Linked DNA regions of Ovis aries: region 1 is linked to region 2. Evidence: chromatin contacts called from public Hi-C data. All regions are on one chromosome and are shown on one strand. Each heading gives the region's core, a stretch centred on a gene start, on an enhancer-like site or on the middle of the called end of the contact. The rest is flanking DNA. Distances are from core to core; before and after follow the strand shown.

Region 1 (3,071 bases), core at 73-2,572, 170 kb before region 2:
GGCCATGCGGATCAGCAGTGGGGCCAGCAGCTCCTGTCCTGGCTGGCTTCGAAAGGTAGTTCCTTTGGTGACAGGAACTCTGTAGGGACTAGAAGGATCTCTGTTTCCCATGTGCTGCTCAAGTGCTTTGCAGCAGGCATCTAGGTTTCTGATTTCTGTCTGAGCCGAAATCATCAAATCTCTAATCCTTTTTTTTTCTGACAAGAAAAGATAAGGTGGTCTCATACCTATATTACTTAAGTGAATGGAAATTAACGTAACCTTCCTTGAAAGAAGTGTTTGTAATGCATGTGTGCGAAGATTAAGCTTATAGATTTTGTACTGTGGTTCGTAGAATATCAAGGTAGTTGGAATGCCTTACAGTAGAAAAATGCCTTAACAGTGGTTACCTGTGAGTGATGGAATTACTGGTGATTTTTATCATGTTTCTTTGCCTATCAATATTTGCACATTTTCTACAGTCAATATTTATAGTTAGGGACCTCCCTAGCAGTCCAGTGGTTGAGACTTTGCCTTCCAAAACAGGGGATGCAAGTTCCATCCCTGATTTGGGAGTTAAGATCCGACATGCCTGCTGCTGCTGCTGCTAAGTCGCTTCAGTCGTGTCTGACTCTGTGCGACCCCATAGACGGCAGCCCACTAGGTTCCTCTGTCCCTGGGATTTTCCAGGTAAGAGTACTGGAGCGGGTTGCCATTTCCTTCTCCGTTGCATGAAAGGGAAAAGTGAAAGTGAAGTCGCTCAGTCGTGCCCGACTCTTAGCGACCCCATGGACTGCAGCCTACCAGGCTCTTCCGTCCATGGGATTTTCCAGGCAAGAGCACTGGAGTGGGGTGCCATTGCCTTCTCCATGCCTAGTGGCCAGAAAAAACAAAACATGAAACATAAACAGTATTGTAACAAGTTCAATAAAAAGACTTTACAAATGGTTCACGTTAAAAAAGAAAATCTTAAAATTATAGTTGAGAAATTTTAAATCACGCCCCCCCCCAACAAAAAAGAGGGAACCTCTAGATGTAAGGCTCCCTCTGTAACAATATTAAACTTGATAGCTACTTAGGAATGTGAATGAAAGAAGCAGCGCACAGTTCCATCTAAAGCTTCAGCCTTTAGCAGCCTGGCAGTTAGCCTCACGGCCATCACCTTAGAGCTTCCCAACTTGAATAGCCTTTGTTGACTGAGTGTGTTGAGGCATCACACTGGGTATCAAAAAGTGTTCTTGAAATTGAGTTTGAATTCCCTTCCCTATCTGCTCCTCAAAGGAAGGCCTGCCAGTACATTGACTGACAGGATAAGCTGTGTTGTAACCACAACTGTCCTGCTCCGCTAGAGGGTGCCGATGACACGTCAGCGTGAAAGCTATAGCAGGGAAGGAATTTGGATGAAAGTGAAAGGCTCAGATGGAACTGATGAGATTCTTTCTCTCATACGTAGGAGCTGGAAAATGCAGAATTCATCCCTATGCCTGACAGCCCATCTCCCCTAAGTGCAGCTTTTTCAGAATCTGAGAGAGATACTCTGCCGTATGACGAGCTACAAGGACTCAAGATGGCTTCCGAAGCGCCTTTGGAACACAAGCCCCCAGCAGGAGCCTGGGTAACTGAGCTTTTGCCTTTAAATCAAGACTAGATAAACAGTGGCTATAAGCTCTGCCCCATTCTCCTGGCCTCCCTGTCTCTCCCTCTAGCTTCATTGTTTCCCAGCTGCCCAGCATCAACTCACACCTCCTGTTCAGTAGTGCTTAAAGCCTCTACGCAAGGCTAAACTGACTTCTGTGGAAAGTATTTACCCTTTCGTATTTCTGACAGGCCCACACCTTTCTATACCAGATGATTGTCTGTCTGTTCTCTCTGCCTTCAGTTCAGCTCAGTTCATTTCAGTTGCTCAGTCGTGTCCGACTCTTTGCAGCCCCACGGACTACAGCACGCCAGGCTTCCCTGTCCATCACCAGCTCCTGGAGTTTGCTTAAACTCATGTCCGTAGAGTCGGTGATGCCATCCAACCATCTCATCCTCTGTTGTCCCCTTCTCCTCCTGCCTTCAATCTCTCCCAGCATCAGAGTCTTTTCAAATGAGTCAGTTCTTTGCATCAGGTGGCCAAAGTATTGGCCAAAATATTTCAGCTTCAACATCAGTCCTCCAGTGAAAATTCAGGACTGATTTTCTTTAGGATGGACTGGTTAGATCTCCTTGCAGTCCAAGGGACTCTCAAGAGTCTTCTCCAACACCACGGTTCAAAAGCATCGATTGTTTGGTGCTCAGCTTTCTTTATAGTCCAACTCTCACACCCGTACATGACTACTGGAAAAACCATGGCCTTGACTAGACAGATCTTTGTTGGCAAAGTAATGTCTTTGCTTTTTAATATGCTATCTAGGTTGGTCATAACTTTCCTTCCAAGGAGTAAGCGTCTTTTAATTTCATGGCCGCAGTCACCATCTGCAGTGATTTGGGAGCCCCCAAAAATAAAGTCTCTCACTGTTTCCATTGTTTCCCTATCTGTTTGCCATGAAGTGATGGGACTGGATGCCATGATCTTAGTTTTTTGAATGTTGAGTTTTAAGCCAACTTTTTCACTCTCCTCTTTCACTTGCATCAAGAGGCTCTTTAGTTCTTTTTCGCTTTCTGCCATAAGGGTGGTGTCATCTGCATATCTGAGGTTATTGATATTTTTCCCAGCAGTTTTGATTCCAGCTTGTGCTTCTTCCAGCCCAGCGTTTCTCATGATGTACTCTGCATATAAGTTAAATAAGCAGGGTGACAATATACAGCCTTGAAATGCTCCTTTCCCGATTTGGAACCAGTCTGTTGTTCCATGTCCAGTTCTAACTGTTGCTTTCTTGACCTGCTTACAGGTTTCTCTGGAGGCAGGTCAGGTGGTCTGCTACTCCCTTCTTTTTAAGAATTTTCCACAGTTTGTTGTGATCCACACAGTAAAAGCCTTTGGTGTAGTCAGTAAAGCAGTAGTCGATGTTTTTCTCTCTACCTTAGAAGTACCAAAATTGAAATTCCAAAATTCAAGACCAGTTTTTCCTGACATTGTGAGGGTAGGTTGGAGTTTTAAGTATATGTAA
Region 2 (2,961 bases), core at 64-2,563:
GGAGGCCGTGACCCTGAGGCTGCCGTGGGGCTCTCTCCCGCCACCGCAGGGTTTCAGCAGCCTGAGGCTCCGGCCCATCCGCACGCTGAGCTCTGCCCTGGAGCAGCTGAGGGGCTGCAAGGTGGTCGGGGTCATCGAGAAGGTGAGCGAGCGACGCCCAAGGTGTGGGAGGACACAGTGTGTGTGACCGGGAGTGGCCAGTGCTGGAAAGGGGTCAGGGGGTCCAAGCAGAGAAGGGCAGCCGGGTCCAGGGGTGCCCCACCCCTCCTCCAGCCCAGCACACACCAGCCCCGGCAAGGAAAAAGTGAGGAAGCCACAGAGGCAGACAGCGCCTCTCCACAGACCCTCCAGCTCAGACACAGAACCGCTCCCTCGGCAGTTCAGCACAGCAGCCGCAGGGGCACCCAGCCAGCCTGAGCTGCCTTGTGCGCCCCCACTTCCCGCTTCCTCCAGGGGCTGCAGCCAAGAATCTCCCCTGCCAAGCCCAGCCCAGAGGTTCCTGGGGCAGGAATGTGCTCATCGCTAGAAACCTGCCTTGTCCAGGTCCTTGGCAGCTCTGCCCTCTGTCTCCTGGCTTCTCCCGCGGTGCCCCAATCTGGGATCGGCTCCCTTAATTCAGGGCAGACAGGAGTCGACAGTGCAAACTGGACCTGGACACTCAGCAGAAGGACAGACAGGTTGGGTCAAATGAGATTTGAGCCAATATTCGATTGCTCTCTGCCTGGACCCAGAGATAGCTGGAGTATTTGCTTAAGTGTTTTTATGTTTTTTTCAAACTGAACCGTTCATCAGAATCACCTGGGGGAGTTTCCTAACCACACAGATGCCTGGGCCCCATCCCAAACCCACCAAATGAGAATTTCTAGGGTTGAACCCAGGCATCTGTCATTTAAGACACTCACGGGGGATTCGGGCGGGTGTGGGAGCCAGCAGAGAAAAGAGGACTGGTGTGTGCTCCTTCACACACTGCCGAGGATGAAGTGCTGTCTGGACGGGCACCACGTGGCCCCAGGCAAGCTCTTTGCCCTCTCTGGGCACCGGTTTCCTCATCTGGAAGTGGGGAAGGGATCTTCCCACCCACCCAGGGGGATGTGGGAACTAAAGTGAGATAATTTTTGGGAAAGGCCTGGCACACGCTAAAGCGTCTGATACAAGTTCGATGGCTGAAGGCTGATGACAAGAGTGGGTCAGCAGGAAGCAGGCTTCCCATCCCTGGCTTCGCTCCAGCGGCTGCTCCCTATTCCCTGGAGCAGGCGCCTGGTCTGTCAGCCAAGGCCCAGCCAGCTTCCATCTGCCCAGCCCTTCCCGCCCACCGCGTTCATCCACGTGGCTCGGCCGCCCCCGGGGGGCAGGCCAAGGAGGCGACAGCCACCACTGTTCGCCCGTGTGGGATCCCACTGAACCGATGGTGTTATGGAGAGAGGGGTTCTGGGTCAAATAAGCTTTAGAAACAGTGCGTTAAAGTTACATTACTTCATTGCTTTAATTCTAGGAAGTTTCAGGCTTTGAGGGTGCAAATGTACACAGTGAATCTCCAAGAGGGAGGTCTATGACAGAATTCCCCGAATTTGAATTTGTTTAACCCCAGACACACATGTGCAAAGCATTTTTGGAATCCTGTATTCCGAGGCCTGTGCATATGGGAAAAACAGATTCAGGCCAAGCCCAACCGTTCTGTCTTACAAGTGCCCTCTTTTTTCCTTTATTACCTTTCTTGGGCACTCAACTTAGCCACTCCGCATCCCTCCTAAAATCCTGTGGCCTTTTCCTGTGTCATTCACAAGCCAGGAAAATCAGTCTCCCAAATTAGGAGAGATGTTAGGGCCACTGGGCCCAGGTCCCTGCAGCCACGCCCGGATGGATGTCACTGCCTTTCATTCCATAGCTGTGCCCAGACAGCCCAGGGCGGGTGATTGGCAGAGCAGTGCCAGTCTGCAGCAGCCCCAGCCTCAGGGCAGCAAAGGGCCCCACTTAGGAAGCCTTGAGAGCCCCCAGAGAGGTCCCACTGTGAGGGTTCATGGGGCTGAAGAGGGTTTCCTTGGGGCCAGAAGAGATACCTGCAAGGGTAGGGGGCGGCAGAGAACAGTGAGGTGGGTGGGTCAGGGACTAGGTGGGCAGCTGGCCAGGATGCCTAGGGTCTACTCTCAGGGAGCCTTGGGGGGCTTAGGAGACAACACTGGCTATTTGCTGAGCTTCGTCCAGGAGCTAGGCCCTGAGTCAGGGATGGGAAGAAAGAGAAGGACAGCCAAGTCCCTTCTGTGTTTTTGGCTCAAACATGAGGGTGTTTAAAATTATTACTATTTATCAGCATTTGAAAATTGGCAGGTTTCATAGAGAAAGCCCAAGTTTCCTACTTTTCCTGAGAAATGAGAGGATCTGGAAATGCAGGCTCACATTCCTGCTTGTCAACCCCAGGCAGATGAAGGGCTGCCTGCTTTAATGAGGCGCTCGGCCAGCCCTTTCCTGTCCTGCCCACTGGCACACATGAACAGCCCCTGGGGACCTTTATGCTTGAGAACCTATTTGAAACTTCTGGATTTGTTTGCTCCAGGAGGGAGTCCTCCTGGCCTTGACACTCTGGACATTTTAAAATAAAGGGTTAATGTGTTTTACCAAAGTTTTAATTGTCCACACATCCCAAGAGCTCAGTGGGTTTTATTTTTTAAAAAAGAGACTTCCTTTTTTAAAAAGATGGGAGCTGGCACTCAGAACTGCCTTACACCTTCCTGATAGCCTTCTCTCCTGGCATCTGTTAAGCCCACTGTAGCCGGCACAGCTGCTGCATTAAACCGGCTCAGTCTCCCTGCGGGGGAAGAAGGATTATACTGTACAGTCAGATATAGTAGTCACCAGCCACATGGAATGGAATGGAATCGTCGCTTCAGTCGTGTCCGACTGTTTGCGACTCCATGGACTGTAGCCAGCCAGGCTCCTCTGTCCATGGGATTCTCCAGGCAAGAG

The links. Hi-C and Micro-C count contacts between places; a contact is called where the count stands out from the background.
Region 1: a Hi-C map of tail adipose tissue shows a contact between it and region 2, with 5 times the contacts expected there. The contact joins two enhancer-like sites. A contact is called at or near these places in 5 of 16 Hi-C or Micro-C datasets (muscle, omental adipose tissue, retroperitoneal adipose tissue and 1 more).

Annotation. Positions count from the first base shown.
Region 1 is chr7:84,415,087-84,418,157 of ARS-UI_Ramb_v3.0, reverse strand. NEK9 (NIMA related kinase 9) reads left to right here. Exons shown (of 22, transcript XM_012182349.5): 19 at 1-55; 20 at 1,433-1,594. Among named protein-coding and RNA genes, the nearest start is that of ZC2HC1C, 19 kb to the right of the region's middle. Within about 2 kb of position 1,322, at least 1 of the 54 cell types and tissues checked has an H3K27ac peak or open chromatin away from gene starts, as enhancers often do.
Region 2 is chr7:84,247,258-84,250,218 of ARS-UI_Ramb_v3.0, reverse strand. It overlaps RPS6KL1 (ribosomal protein S6 kinase like 1), which reads left to right. Exons shown (of 10, transcript XM_060418352.1): 4 at 50-142. Among named protein-coding and RNA genes, the nearest start is that of RPS6KL1, 5.6 kb to the left of the region's middle. Within about 2 kb of position 1,313, at least 6 of the 54 cell types and tissues checked have an H3K27ac peak or open chromatin away from gene starts, as enhancers often do.